Linked DNA regions of Sus scrofa: region 2 is linked to region 1. A link is a contact called in public HiChIP or PLAC-seq data. All regions are on one chromosome and are shown on one strand. The core of a region is the stretch at or near the end of the contact, and the rest is flanking DNA. Distances in the headings are between cores, read along the strand shown.

The links. HiChIP or PLAC-seq counts read pairs in DNA pulled down with a chosen protein or histone mark.
Region 2: a contact with region 1 is called in an H3K27ac HiChIP or PLAC-seq map of skeletal muscle, with 8 times the contacts expected there. The contact joins the promoter of SFT2D2 here to the promoter of NME7 in region 1. A contact is called at or near these places in 2 of 5 promoter capture datasets (fetal skeletal muscle and liver) and 1 of 2 datasets of contacts at active chromatin or transcription factors (skeletal muscle).

Annotation. Positions count from the first base shown.
Region 1 is chr4:81,636,358-81,643,504 of Sscrofa11.1, reverse strand. NME7 (nucleoside diphosphate kinase 7) reads right to left here and starts at 3,598. Exons shown (of 13, transcript XM_021089439.1): 1 at 3,464-3,598. The coding sequence starts at 3,466. BLZF1 (golgin-45) reads left to right here and starts at 3,717. Exons shown (of 7, transcript XM_003355067.4): 1 at 3,717-4,092; 2 at 5,423-5,496. The coding sequence starts at 5,466.
Region 2 is chr4:82,730,410-82,737,556 of Sscrofa11.1, reverse strand. It overlaps SFT2D2 (SFT2 domain containing 2), which reads left to right and starts at 3,125. Exons shown (of 8, transcript NM_001243648.1): 1 at 3,125-3,256. The coding sequence starts at 3,194. It overlaps LOC106510103 (a long non-coding RNA gene), which reads right to left and starts at 2,998. Exons shown (of 3, transcript XR_001308292.2): 1 at 2,755-2,998; 2 at 1,392-1,548.

The sequences.
Region 1 (7,147 bases), core at 2,349-4,848:
GTTTATTTCATGTGTCTTCGTTTTAATGCTGCTACCTACCACAAATTGATTTCATGACTGAGTAATGGGATACAACCACAGTTTGAAACATACTGCTGTCTTCCCCCTGCCTACCTTTCTACCCTAATTTCCTGCTAATCTCCACCACACACCTGTACTGCTACCACCCCCACATCACCTCATAATCTAATATCTACTCTTTTTTCACATTAAACCATAAGGTCAGTTCCTGCAATACTCGACGCTCCTTTGATCTTGTTGTTAGTTTGCCTAGAACCCTTCCCTCGTTCACTGCAGTTTATCATTCAGTCCATTCAGACAAAGCTCACTTCCTTAGAGGAGCCTTCATTTACCACCCAATTTGAAAGAGCCACCACACCCAACTCCAGGCAGAATAAGAGGATAGGGATAGAAGTTCACTGATCTTAGGGTTGTTGGGAATTCTGAATGAAAAAATATCAGACAGGCACAAAAAAACAGTATTCCACAAATGTCACTTACTATCTCCCTATGCCATGGTACAGATCACCAAATTCCAGCTATTGAAATTCTATTCCACTTGCTTTGTGGATTTTCTGATTCTGAAAAGTGAAAATTCCATCCTCCAATATCCCCCAAGTACTTGGTACCCTCACAGACACTTAACACATTCTTATTTTTTTTTAATTTATTCAGCTGAGTGCCTAATACAATCTAAGCAATGGCAGTGAACAAAATAAAGATCCATTCCTCTAACAGATCAAGTCTAGTAAGAGTGACAAACCTATTAAATAATTTCAACTGAATGTGGTAAGTACAATAAGAGAAATGTGTACTGTGTAAAGTTGTGACAAAAAAAGAATGAAGAGTCAACTCTCTCTGAGTAGAGAAAGAAGAAAAACACCTAACCTAGGAATGAAGAATCAATAGGAGTTTGGCTAGCAAACATGGCAGTAAAGGTATTCCAGGTGGAAGGAACAGCATGTGCAAAGTAGAGGAAAGAGGCTTACCACCAGTTTGCAGTTGCTTGGAATGTTCAATGAAAAGGCAAGTAACTAAAAGAATGTCTAAGAAAGTTTCATGACAGAAGCAAGACAGGTTAAGTCCTAGATCATAGAAGGCTTTGTATGCCATTCCAGATAGGCTGAATTTTTATACTGTTGGGAATGAGGAGTCTAGAGTTCTAAAGCGGTAATTAACATCAACAGATTTAGGGTTCAGTAAATTCCTTCTTGTGGTAGAGAAAATAATGAATTGAAGAATTACCAGACCAGAGTGTTAAAGACACTACTACAACAGTGCAAGCAAAAGCTGAGGAGATCTCGGAGTTCCCGTCGTGGCACAGTGGAAATGAATCCAACTAGGAACCATGGGGTTGTAGGTTCTATCCCTGGCCTCGCTCAGTGGGTTAAGGATCCAGAGTTGCCATGAGCTGTGGTGTAGGTTGCAGAGGCTGCTCAGATTTGGCATTACTGTGGCTGAAGCATAGGCTGGTAGCCGTAGCTCTGATTACACCCCTAGCCTAGGAATCTCCATAAGCCTCGGGTGAAGGCCTAAAAAAAGCGAAGGAAAAAAAAAAAAGAATTGAGGAAATCTGAAACTAAACCAGAATCAGGTGACCAACTGAACAGAGAAGACATAGGAGAGAAAGGAGTGTAGGAAAACTCTGGTTTCTGGTTTAGGTTATAAATATAGTGGTAGCATCAACTTGGTGAAACAAAAAAAGCCAGGTGAAAAGACAGCAAGTTCAGTTTTGGTTGAGTTTGAGGGGCCTTTGTGGTAACCAGCTAGAAGTGTCCAGGTCTTACCAGATCTGAGATGAAACTGAAATTTAAGAATGAATGCTTACCAGGTCTGAGATGAAACTGAAATTTAAGAATGAATGCTTAGGCATTAGTGGAACACTTGTGTGTGGATGAAATCAGCCAAAGAAAATGGACAGACTAAGAAATTAAGGAATGAATCCCAGAGAATGGCATTTAAAAAGTAGGCAAAGCCAGTGGGGAAAAAAAAAAAGAAGGAATGAATGATGATGAGCTTCATCTATCAAAGAGAGGCTAAATAAATTTTGAGAAGAAACTCCTGGATTTGGCCATAAGAAATTTAAGCAAGAACAACTTCATGAAGCCATTAGAGGAATTCAGATAACTGAGTGCTGAGGATGAAAGTAAAGAGCTGAATTTGATACAAATGGAAGCACTATGCTTTCAAGCAGTTTACTGATAAATGGGAGGACTAGGCAATAAACTGAACGAACACAGGCTGGGGGTGTGCTTTTGTTTTATTTCATTTTCTTAAGGTGTATGGCTTGAACACGGGGGGGGGGGTGGGGGGAGAAGGAAATGGTGAGGAAGAGGCTGAAAGCACAGGAAAGAAAAAAATATAACCAAAAGCAGAAAGTCCTATAAGGAATGGGAGGGAATAAAATCTAGAGCAAAGATGGAAGCATTATCCTTCAATACCTGTTTCTCTGAACTAGAAACACAAGACCTAACAGAGAAAGAAGGGGTGGTGGGTGGATCTCTGTTTGTTGTTGCTGTTCTTTCTTTCTAGAGCCACACCTGTGGCATATATAAGTTCCCTCGCTAGGAGTCCAATCCGAAGCCTACACCACAGCAATGCCAGGTTCTGGCTAAATCCTAAGCGGCAGCTTGCAGCAATGCCAGATCCTTCACCCACTGAGCGAGGCCAGGGATCAAACCCACATCCTCATGGATACTACTCTGGTTTTTAATGCATAGAGCCACAACGGGAACTCTGGGTGGGTCTCCATATTTAATTTCATAGCCATACCTGGCATTCTCGAACATGTGATCGAATGAAAATCATCTATAGGCTTTTTTAAAAATGCAAATATGGAGCCTGTTTCTATTCATGCAGAATTTCTGAAGGTGAAGCTCTAGCAAGTGAATTTTCCAGAAGTGATTTCCAAGTGATATTATGGAGTATTCCTGTTAAAAGGTAATCAACTGTATAATTTAGGGCTAGTGCAAAATGCAGCTATTATTAGGTGGCCCTTAGGGTGTGGAACGGTACTCGGCCCTCAAGAGAGCAAAGACTACAGGATTCAGAGAGATTCGGATCAGTCATGAAAAAGTCAAATAAACATCACCACATACTTTTAAATGAAGCGTGTTAAAGTGAAGCTGAGAGGTTGAAAAAAATGCAATGATGAAAAATGCATACATCTCCAATGTTTGACCGAAATAAGGTCTCACCTCAGACTACTAGACTCCGTGTCTTAGCCTTAAACTTCCTGTCACAATACTCTACAGGCTCAGCAGGACCAAAGTGTAATTCAGGGTGCTGCAAGAAGTAGGGAAAGCGAGGAAATTGCACGGACAGTTCCTGGAAAGGGACAAAGAAATAACCAGCCGAAGGTAGAAGCGATCTGGATGCCTCTCAACGCCCAGACGCCCCAGGACCTGGGACAAAGCATAAACAAGACCGCGATGCCTTTCTTCTGACACCGCCTTGCACTCACCATCGCCTCGGGATCTCAGCACCAGGAAATAGGTAACTTTGCGACTGGAAAACACCTACACCAACACCAACGCCAGGTTACTCTGGCAACAGAGCCCCACCTACTGCCGGACTCGGAGCGGGCCGCCACTACCCCGCCCCTTTGTCCTTAGTGGCTGGGAGTAAATAGAGCTCCGCCCACCCAGCCGACCGACCCGCCCCTTCACGCCGTAGCTTGGAGCAACGGAACACCACCTACCTCTTTCCAGCATCATCACTTCCGTTTGGTTGAAAGGCGACCCGGAAGTTCAGGCTTATATGCGGCTAGGGTCCAAGTATTCTTTTTTTTATTTTTTAATAAGAGTCTACCCAGTTTTGTTTTACTGAAGTCTTGAATCGTATATTCTGCGTCACTGCGTCACTTGAGTTTAAATGGCACCAAAAGTGTTTTCCTTCTGAAAAGTATTCCGGAAACGAAACCCTGAGTAATCGGAAGTAATTAGCCGTGAACCAAAAGCTTGATGTCCCCAAGGTTGGGGCGGATCGGCTTCGGAATGCTAGAGGAGTGTGCGCGGAAGTTAACCCGTGATATCTAGCCAAAGAACCTGTAAAGTGAGGCCCCCTGCAATTGGGAGAGTAAGAATCTGAGAGGTAAGTCCAGGAAAGGGCTTGTGTAACTGAGAGGGGATTTTGGAAAGGGACAGAGGTTTGGATTGAAGTGTGTTGTTCATTCAGTCGCTTTAGATTTAAGGAAAGGTTGCCCGTTGTTCCAGGAAGGTTTGTTCAGACAGGGACGGAACTTTGGATTTGACTTCTGGGGATGGCAGAGGTTGACAGGATTGTCGCTTCCACTCCTGCCACCTTCATACCTGTTACACACTCCAGACCCACCCCCACCCCCTTCAATTAGTATTTGCCTGCAGACCTTTGTACATTTCCCTGCGCATCTTCCGAGGGTTCATTGCTCTTGCGAAGGGTCTTTGGAGAGCTATTTTTCAGAACAGTGGCGGCGGGGGTGTGACTTTTAAGGAAGGTAGGCACGGAAGACGCTATGCTGAGTTATATCGAGTACTCAAGAGTTATCATTTTTGTGAGTGAAACCATTTGTCATCTAGTGCCTGGTTCATCATTCGTGATCACTGCATTAGTATTACCTTCCTTCTCATGTTCTCGCCTGAATCTTAGTAAGACTAAGATTTAGTAAGGTCATGCATACATTCTGAAAATATATGCTATGACATTTTAATTTTTACCAAGAAATGCAAATTAAGTTATTATGAATTTTTTGTCACTTGTTAAACATCTAAACAGAAGCTCCTCTGTCATGTAGTGAACAAAATAGTGTCCATGTCTCCTGAGAAGGTAATTACTTTAATACCTTTTTTTTTCCCCTTTTTTGGGCTGCATCCGCAGTATTTGGAGTTTCCTAGGCTAGGGGTGGAATCCGAGCTAAGCTGCTGGCCTACAACACAGCCACAACAGCACACTATCCAAGCTGTCTCTGCGACCTACACCGAAGCTCATGGCAACACCAGTTCCTTAACCTACTGATCTAGGCCAGGGATTGAACCCGCAACCTCACGGTTGCTAGACGGATTCGTTTCCACTGCACCAGGACTGGAATTCCTAATTACTTTTAAGTTCCTGGTATCTATCAATAATACAGAGCACCTGTAGTAACTACAGTACTATTTCTGAGCTAAATTTAAGGACGCATATCTGATAATTTAGAGTATATAGGTGATAATTTAGAGTATACCAGTGAAGCAGGAATTTGAAAGTAAACCACCTCTCATTTTTTTTAAGACATTGGGTAGTCATAACAATATCACCTTGTGAAAAAGGGGTGTAAGGGGCACTCCCTAAATGCAGGTTTACTAAATGAAGAAGCAAGTAGAATATCATAATCTTTAAATGACAGGGACTTAATGAATGTGTTTATATGGTATTGTTTTAATTATTTCATTTTATTCATATTTAGGTTTTTCAGTAGAAGCCCGGGGTACATTTTCATTTTTAAAAAAATGACTACTCTTGAAGGTTTAGAAACCAAAGGTAAGTTTTCTTCCTTTGATGATAATTGTTTTAAAACATGGAATTTATGATGATAGGACAAAGGATTGTTTGAGCCAGGTAGCAAAATCTCACAGAACCCTTAGGAATTATTTGTTTCACATCTCTTCGTATTTGTCTTTTAATGCACTGTTTACATCAGTACTTCAGGTATACAGTTGAATATTAGCATCATTTGATAATATTTATTACTACTGTTTATGTCTACTATTGTTAAACATTTAGTATAAAGCAAATTTTTACATCTATGTTCTCTGCCCACTAGAAGATTAGATTTAAATAAATAAGAGTATACATTTTCAAAATTTAGGTAGATGGACAAAAAACTGTGTGTATGTTTCTGTGTCCAAATTTCTCCTTTTTATAAGTACATCAGTCATATTGGATTAGAAGTGCACACTACTTCAGTACGATGTCATCTTAACTAATTACATCTGCAGTGACTCTGTTCCCAAATAAGGTCACATTCTGAGGTATGGTGGATTCAACATTATGAATGTTTTGAGTATTTGAAGCGGGACACTTTTTTTTTTTTTTTTTTTTTTTTTTTAATTTTTAGGGCCGCATCCACAGTACATGGAGATTCCCCGGCTAGGGGTCAAGTTGGGGCTGTAGCTGCCAGACTATACCACAGCCACAGCAATGCAGGATCCAAGCTGAGTCTGCGACCTACACCACAGCTCACGGCAACGCCGGATCCTTAACCCACTAAGCAAGACCAGGGATCAAACATTCATCCTCATAGATGCTAGTCAGATTTGTTAACCGCTGAGCCATGACAGGAACTCCCAGGACACAATTTAAATCAGAACACTTGCTAATTACAGTAATTACTTTTTAATCCTGCCTTACTTGTCCTTTGTGTGATGTTTCATACTGTGATCTTTCCTACCTTTTGAAATACTTTATTTCCTTGATTACCATGACTTCATTCTTATATTACACCTACTTTGTGGCCTTTTCTTGTCCAATACAGTAGCCACATGTCCCAATTTCTGTATAAATTAATATTTTTAAAACTTAATAGCCCTGTCACTGATGACTGTTGTATAAAACAGATATAAAACATTTCCATCATTGTATAAAGTTCTGTTTGACACCACTACTCTAGAATATAGTTCTTTTTAATCTTCCTCTTTTGATTTATCCTTTAAATATTAATGTTTTTCAGCCCTCTTTCTCTTCTACTTTCACAGCTTTGGTTATTATCTATAAGAATAGCTTCCAAATCTATCCATAGCTCAGATCTCTTCCCTTTTGATTCAGACCCTTATAGCCTACTGACTGTCTTCACATAGACATTGGTAACAGTCTTAGCACATTCCCAAGTGAACTCCTGACTCAGGTTATTCTTGAGTGGAATGAATTATGGAGGTTGGTGCTGTCAATGACAGATGGGAAACTTATTTTCTAGAAGCCAGTTTTGTAGCAATCAGATCTCCAACAGCAAACTCTTTAGAGGAGGATTAAATGTATTTAGGAAGTGAAGATCATGCCAATAAATATTTAATTGAATTTATTTAAGTTTGTGCAACAGCATTTCAGAGTTACCAGAGATTTTTTATGGTATTAGAATAAACAAACCATAAACTCTAAATGAAAAAATAAACTGGGGATTAATAGGAAATAAGAA
Region 2 (7,147 bases), core at 1,876-4,375, 1.1 Mb before region 1:
TTAAGGACTATTGGGAAGGTGTGCCTCAAGCACAGAACATTGGGGTAAAGGAACCCAGGAGAACTGCTCAGATAGGCGGCTTATAGTCTCCAGTTTTATGGGCATGGGATTAGTTTCCAGGTTGTCTCTAGCCAATCGTCTAGCTCGGTCCATATCTGGTTTGGCTCAGGGTCCTTCCAGGTGAAGCATCTCTCAGGCAAGATGGATTCCAGCAACAAGGATTCTGGGAGGTTGGTCATCTCCCTCCCACTGGTCCCTCCCAAATCCTCCCAGTTCGTTTTCAGGGCTTCACCAGTTCCTTATCAGGATTGCCTGTTGTAAGACAATTAAAGCCTGGCCAAGGTGGCTTCAGTCAGTAGTTCCCTAACACATTCTTATTTAAGACTCTACGGCATCGAAGGCATCTTAGTGGAGGGATCTGATAAGTGGACTTTTTTTTCTGTTACCTAAGCTCTTCCACGGTTTGTAACCCACTAGCTCCAAAGCAATATCTGTCTGCACAGATAGTGGCACAACCTACCATCTTCACAACATTCAGATGTTGTCACCTTTGATTTCAAGAACACTGGGCAGGAAACATGAAGAAGCGGTTCCCTGGGACTTGAACAGTGTTACTCATGAGGAGGGGGGTTGCTGTGCTGAGTGAGTTCCCAGGTAAGTCCTGCGTCCTTTACTGCATTTGTGTGTGTGTGTGCTTGTGATTTGCAGGCTCCCCTGCCAGCCTGGGCCAATAGCAGAGTCTATCCCTACCCCGCTTTTAGAGGAATACTGGTTTTAGACATGAGATGAGATTATGGGTATTGCCTTTCTGATCAAAATCTCATTTACTGTGATGAACACAGGGTGGAGGTGGAGGGCAGATCAGTCAGTGTTCTCCACTGACAAAATAGGCTTTGCATGCTGACTTGGGTAGCACAATCATTTCCATGTTGCCCTATCTGCCAATCTGGCTGTTATAACTCCCTGAATTGCAAAAGACAGATACAAAATTTCTCATTCACTCACTCACCTGGATTTACTGAGCACCTATTTTGTGGGTTCTTTTCCCAGTTCAGAGAGTAGAGAACTGAGACTATTAGGGCCTCACAATGTAGAGGAGATAGACAAAACCGTGATAAAGATGAGTACGTACAGATGTGTTTAAGTTGCTTCGGGAACACAGAGGAAAGAGGAACAGCTGTATCAGTGTTCCTGATGTTGGCCTAGAGAAGGCTTCAGAGGGGATGGCAAAAGAACATTAGCTTCCATTAGTTGCTAACTGAATGCCTGCCATGTTCCAGGTTCTCTACATATACTATCATGTTTACATCCCATAGTAATTTTCAGAGGTAGTCATTTATGTCCATTTTACAGATGAGAAAATTGAGGACAAGAAAGGTTGAGTAACTTACTCAATGCCACACAGCTAGTGAGGGATGATGCTAGAGTTGTAACTCTCAGATCTTCCTAACTCCATAGTGGATGAACTTTCCAGTCTGCCTTGATATTTGAAGAGTCTTGAGAGATGTGCAGAAATTTACTTGAGTGGAACAAGAGGGTAATGGGCATCTAGAGCATAAAGAGCAACAGCATTTGTTATTCAAAATCTCAGGTGTAAAGCAAAATCATAAAGCACAGCAAATTTTCCTATCCATAAAAATGAAAACACAAAGGGATATAACTATAAACATCTGACTTACTCGAATAGGGACCTGTGCAAATCCTTTTGCTTGGTTGATTTATAATACTAACAAGCCCAAGTTCTTGGTAGTTATTTAAATTCACTCAAGTCTGACACAGCACTCCTACTCTTTCAATAAAAGTTCTCCCTTGTGTGTGTGTGTGAGTGAGAGAGAGAGAGAGAGAGAGAGAGAGAGAGAGAGAGAGACAGACTGCAGGAAGATTCTCTAGTGGGTGCTCCTGGTAACCTCTCTGTGGATTTGTTTTTCTAAGCTTATTTCATCTTTTTTTTTCTTTTTTATGGTTGCACCTGCAGCCTATGGAAGTTCCTGGGCTAGGGGTTAAATCAGAGCTGCAGCTGCTAGTCTACACCACAGCCACAGCAATGCTGGATCTGAGCCCCATCTGCAACCTGCTCTGCAGCTTGTAGCAATGATGGAATCCTTAACCTACTCAGCAAGGCCCGAGATTGAACCCCATCCTCACAGAGACAATGTCAGGTCCTTAACTCGCTGAGTCACAACAGGAGCTCCTAAGCTTATTTCACCTTGAAGTTATTTTCCCAGATATTCCCCAGCAAGCAGTTTGAGATGTGAGCCCACATCCCATCTCTAGCACTTTCCTGGGAGTTACATGGATTCTCCAACGTAGAATCATTAGCGTTGGAATCCGGTTTGAGGTCAGTAAAACAAACAATCCAAGAAACACAAAACAATCTAATATGTTTTTCCTCACTCCTTGACTCAAGTTCTACCTGTTCAAGTTTTTACCCAAATCATTCTTCTTGATGCATTCCCAGCTAGAATTACAGTAGTATTTTTCTTGTTTAACTTTTACACAAAGTATGTTATAGATATGATTTACTCCAGTTGGCCTCAAATGCTTTTTTTTCCCCCAGCTGCACGGGAGGCATGCAGAAGTTCCCCGGGCCAAGTATTGAACGGTGCCACAGCAGTGCGCGGCAGTGACAAGGCTGGATACTTAACCAGCTGAGCCACCAAGGAACACAAGTGCCTTTTAAACAGTTATTTCCAGTGTAACTACAATCAGACCGCGGATTTCCCACATCGTTTGTTTACAAATCTGCATCCATACCACAGGAAGTGTGGGGCGAGAGGAGAGGGGGTCCAGGATTCACCGTTTTTGTTTCTGCAGTGTCTCGCACGTGCTAGGGCCTCCGTGTTTGTTGACTGAACCTACGAGTACCCCGGCAGGGTAGCCGGCTCGCATGCGCAGCCTGGCGCCGGACTGAAGTTTAATCATGCTGGGTGGACCTGAAACCCAACCTTCCTTCCCGACCCGCCTTCCAAGACCCAAACCAGCCGGGTAAAAGCGGGCGGGGCGAAGGCGGGCGCAGAGCTCGCCGGGCGCCTGCGCTGGCAGCCGCCAGGAGGGCAGATACCTGGGCGGGGCGCACCGTGGTGGGCCGGGCGCACCATGGTTGGCGGGGGCGGGGCACACGGAAGAGCCTGCGCCTCAATCAGCTCAACAGGTGGCTGGCGAGTGGCTGGGGCCGGGGTGGACCGGACCTGCCATGGACAAGCTGAAGAAGGTGCTGAGCGGGCAGGACGCCGAGGACCGGGGCGGTCTGTCCGAGGTGAGTGCGCCGCCCTCAGGCCGCGCCTACTTGGCCCCGTAGCTGCCGCCCCCCGCCCGGGTCTCCGTGGGCCTGGGAGGGCGCTGGGGCCTGGGTGTCCAACAGACACCGGAGCCCCGCCTCCAGCTACTTGGGCGCCTGTTGCTGACTAGTGGGAAAGGTGAGCAGGACTTCCAAGATTTCTTGGAAAACAGCTCTGCCCCTGTTCCTTCCTCCTCCCTTACAGGGCTCAGGACCCCCGCGCTTCCCCGACTCTCCATCTGTCAAGTGCTGGGGCCCAGACACTTTGAGAAGGGCGGTGGGCACCTTTTTTGTTCCGGATCCCTTCAGCCTTGTGCCGCGTCCCATTCCCCTTCGCCTCTCCTGCTCCCTCAAAGGGAGGGCCGCGCTGGAGCAAAACCTAGAAACATCTGCAAAGGGGAGGGTGACCATCCCCGACCGTCAGCCCCATCCCTACTGGCATGGGAAAGGGCTTTAGGGCTGGGCTAGCCAGGGTCTCCTGGCAGCCTGGCGGAGAGAGTCCTCATTGGGTAGAAACCTGGACTGGGGGCCCAGGTGGCCATCCATCCCTGCTCGGTACCCACTGCGCGACGGGGCTTGTGGCCACGCCCCGGTGCTGCTCCTGGCTGCCTTCCTGCCCAGTTTAGGTTGTGGGTTGTGACTTTCCCAGCCGACCTTGGGCCTCTTCTTTAAGTTAACTATCTCCGGGAGAACCATGAATTCTTGGAGGGCAGGGCCCACATCTTGCTTCTCTGTGCACACGCTGCTTGCACATAGACCCCAAGGCCGCCCAGGACCATAGTGTGGCCGCTTGCAGGCTTGTTTGTTTTTATCAGAAAGGTTTGGTGGAGCTGAAGCCTGAGTACTAAATGCCCTATGTTCTAGAGCCACGCAGAATATTTATTTTCTATTTCTAGTGCTTTCGGCTTTGGTTATTTATTTATTTTCCTTTGTAAATTATAAAGTGACATGTATCTTTACTCTGGTGTATTCCTTGGGGCCTCAGTTTCCTTATCTGTAAAATGAAGAGGTTGAACAAGATGGCTTCTTTCAACTCATAACCTAAGTTTCTCCTCCAGTTTTCATCAGTGTCTCTAGTAGTTATCTCAGCATGCTTCTTTCACCCCCTTTTGGGGTTGCTGATTTTTTTCTGAGTTTTGTGTAACTCTGATACCTCCACCCCTTCCATGAACTCTCAGAACCCTAAAACGTGCTCTCTTGACTCTTCTCCTTGAAGAGGTAACACTGTAGGCATTGAGGGTTGTAGGAATTGGAGTTTAACTTCTTTTGACATTTTAAAACAGCCTGTGGATTCTTTTAAATCTGTTGCCTTTATTAATTGGTCAAGGCTCAGGAGTAATTTCTTGAGTTCCTTGTTCTTGGTTTTTGGCTTCTGTTATGAACTCAGGAGCCAAACCTCAGATTGTGCCTAAGAAAACTTAGGTGGCCAACAGTTATGCTTATCTAAAGCTTTCTGCTGCATGAACGGTCCATAAGATTTTAGAGCAGCTGTGGTTCAAGAGGGAGCTGTTTTGGAGTTCCCGTCGTGGCGCAGTGGTTAACGAATCCAACTAGGAACCATGAGGTTGCGGGTTCGGTCCCTGCCCTTGCTCAGTGGGTTAAAGATCCGGCGTTGCCGTGAGCTGTGGTGTAGGTTGCAGATGCGGCTGGGATCCCGCGTTGCTGTGGCTCTGGCGTAGGCCAGTGGCTACAGCTCCGATTCGACCCCTAGCCTGGGAACCTCCATATGCCGCGGGAGCAGCCCAAGAAATAGCAAAAAAAAAAAAAAGAGGGAGCTGTTTTTCTGAGGATTCTGGGGTTGGGGAGGAGTTCAAAGGTGGGGATGATGCAGATACTGTGATTCAAAAAATCATCATGAAGTGGTAGATAGACTCTACGAGTGAATGATGTAGTACAGATTGAAAACATAAATGCTGAGTTTGGTTTTACGTGAAATGGTGAATGCTTTGTGTTGGACACAATGAAGGGCTTTGAAGTGTAAGCTCGGGAATGTATTAAATATATTTTAGAAAGACTAGGTGGTTCTTTCATGTTCTAAAACACTGCTGTTGGTTTCCTCTTTCTGAGTATGAGATTCCTGTGTATGTACATCATTGTGTGGCACTTCGTGAGACCCCAGCTCCCAGGAAGCATTTCATGACCAGCTGAATTCACTCTCAGGGTTGTTTTTTGGCTTAGTGTTTATTTATTAAGTCAGGGCCTCCTTGAAAATGTTGGTAATGACTTGATTGTCTCACATTTCCCATAGTTTTAAGGTTGGCAAAGCTGGAGGATTCTATTGAAATTTCTATTTTGGGTGGGAAGTTGGATTGGGGGGGGTGCTTAAAGTCTTTTCACATTCAATTTTAAAAGCTGTCAGACGTCACCAGAAGTGATTGCTTTAAAAAATTGTTGTTCTTTCTTTTTTTTTTTTTTGGCCATGCCCACAGCACGTGGAAGTTCCTGGGCCAGGAATTGAAGCTGCACCACAGCAACAACCTGAGTCACTACAGTGACAACCCTGGATCCTGCTGCACCACAAGGGAACTCCATGAAAAATTGTTCTTCTTTTAATGCAAACAATAAAAGTATGACTAGTTCTGTTTCTCCTGCATATGAAACTAGGGAATTATAAAACTTGCTTGGCAATGTCTAGTCACAGATGGCCTCCTGCTGAGTTTTCGGATTGATACCCTGTCTTCATAAATCCACCTTCAATCTTTAGTTTCTGTAGGATTCTTTCTGAAAATCAAGGCTTTATGTTTTCTTTACAGAACTGCAGAGACAAGGAAGGTCTGAATGGTGCCTGGTTTGAAAGGAATGAGGCAGCATTGCTTTTTCACCAGCTTCTGGTTACCAATCCCATTTCCCTGGACATTTCTCAATTTTTCTTCTTTTTGGCAAGAGCCCCTCTTCTCTCCACATCCCAGAGTCAAAGGGGCCTTTGTGCATAACTGACAGTCAGACAGCTTGTGAGCTGTTTGCCTACAGAGTCTATCCAGATGCTATTCCAGCCACTTGCACTTCCAAAAGGTGCATGATCAGTTTCCAGAAACGTAAATTTAGGGAGAGATTTTATATCAACAGAGTTGATGTTTCACAAATTGGTAGAAAGAAGCGTTTAGCTTTCATTGGATTCAGTTAGAAGTGGAGCAACAGCTTCCTCTTGCCGTTGACCAAGCATGTGTGTGAAAGAACTTGCAGCCACATGGAGTGGAAAAGCACAATGGTGAAAAGTTATCACCCCTCCCCCATTTTGACAATCGGGTGACATTTAGATGGGAGTCAGCTTGAGAGATGCATAGAACCAACATGTTAATTTCCTTTCCGAAGGTAGAAACCAGGACTTCTTCCTATTGCTGGCGATTTTGATTTTTGCAAGGACTGGCATCTCACCATCCTGTTGGGACTATTTTTGTGCTCTAGATGCCAAGGCCATATCAAATTGATACTTAGCTTTATGGCTTATCATCCTTAAAAAAGAGGTTAAGACTTTTAAAATATCTTTGTTGCTGCCAAGCAATGCTCAGGCAAGGAGTCCAGTCCAATCCCACCACCACAGTTTTATCCATCTGTGCAGCTCTGTTCTTTTTTCTACCTTGGCAAGGTAAGGTCTTTGGTTAGCTCACGGGATGTAGAAGCTCCCTGGTATTGAACTGGCGTCACAGCAGTAACCAGAGCCACAGCAGTGACAGTGCATAACTCCTTAACCCACTGAGCCACAAGGGAACTCCAAGTTCTTTGGTTCTTGCATTGGGTAGAAAGAGTGGTGTCTTTTGATTTTTATTCTGTCTTTAATGGGAGTTTGAACAGGTTAGTCAGGAGGATTCTGACCTGATTATCTAGGCTGTCTGTGAAGCCTCATAACAACAGAGTATCACATGGCTCATT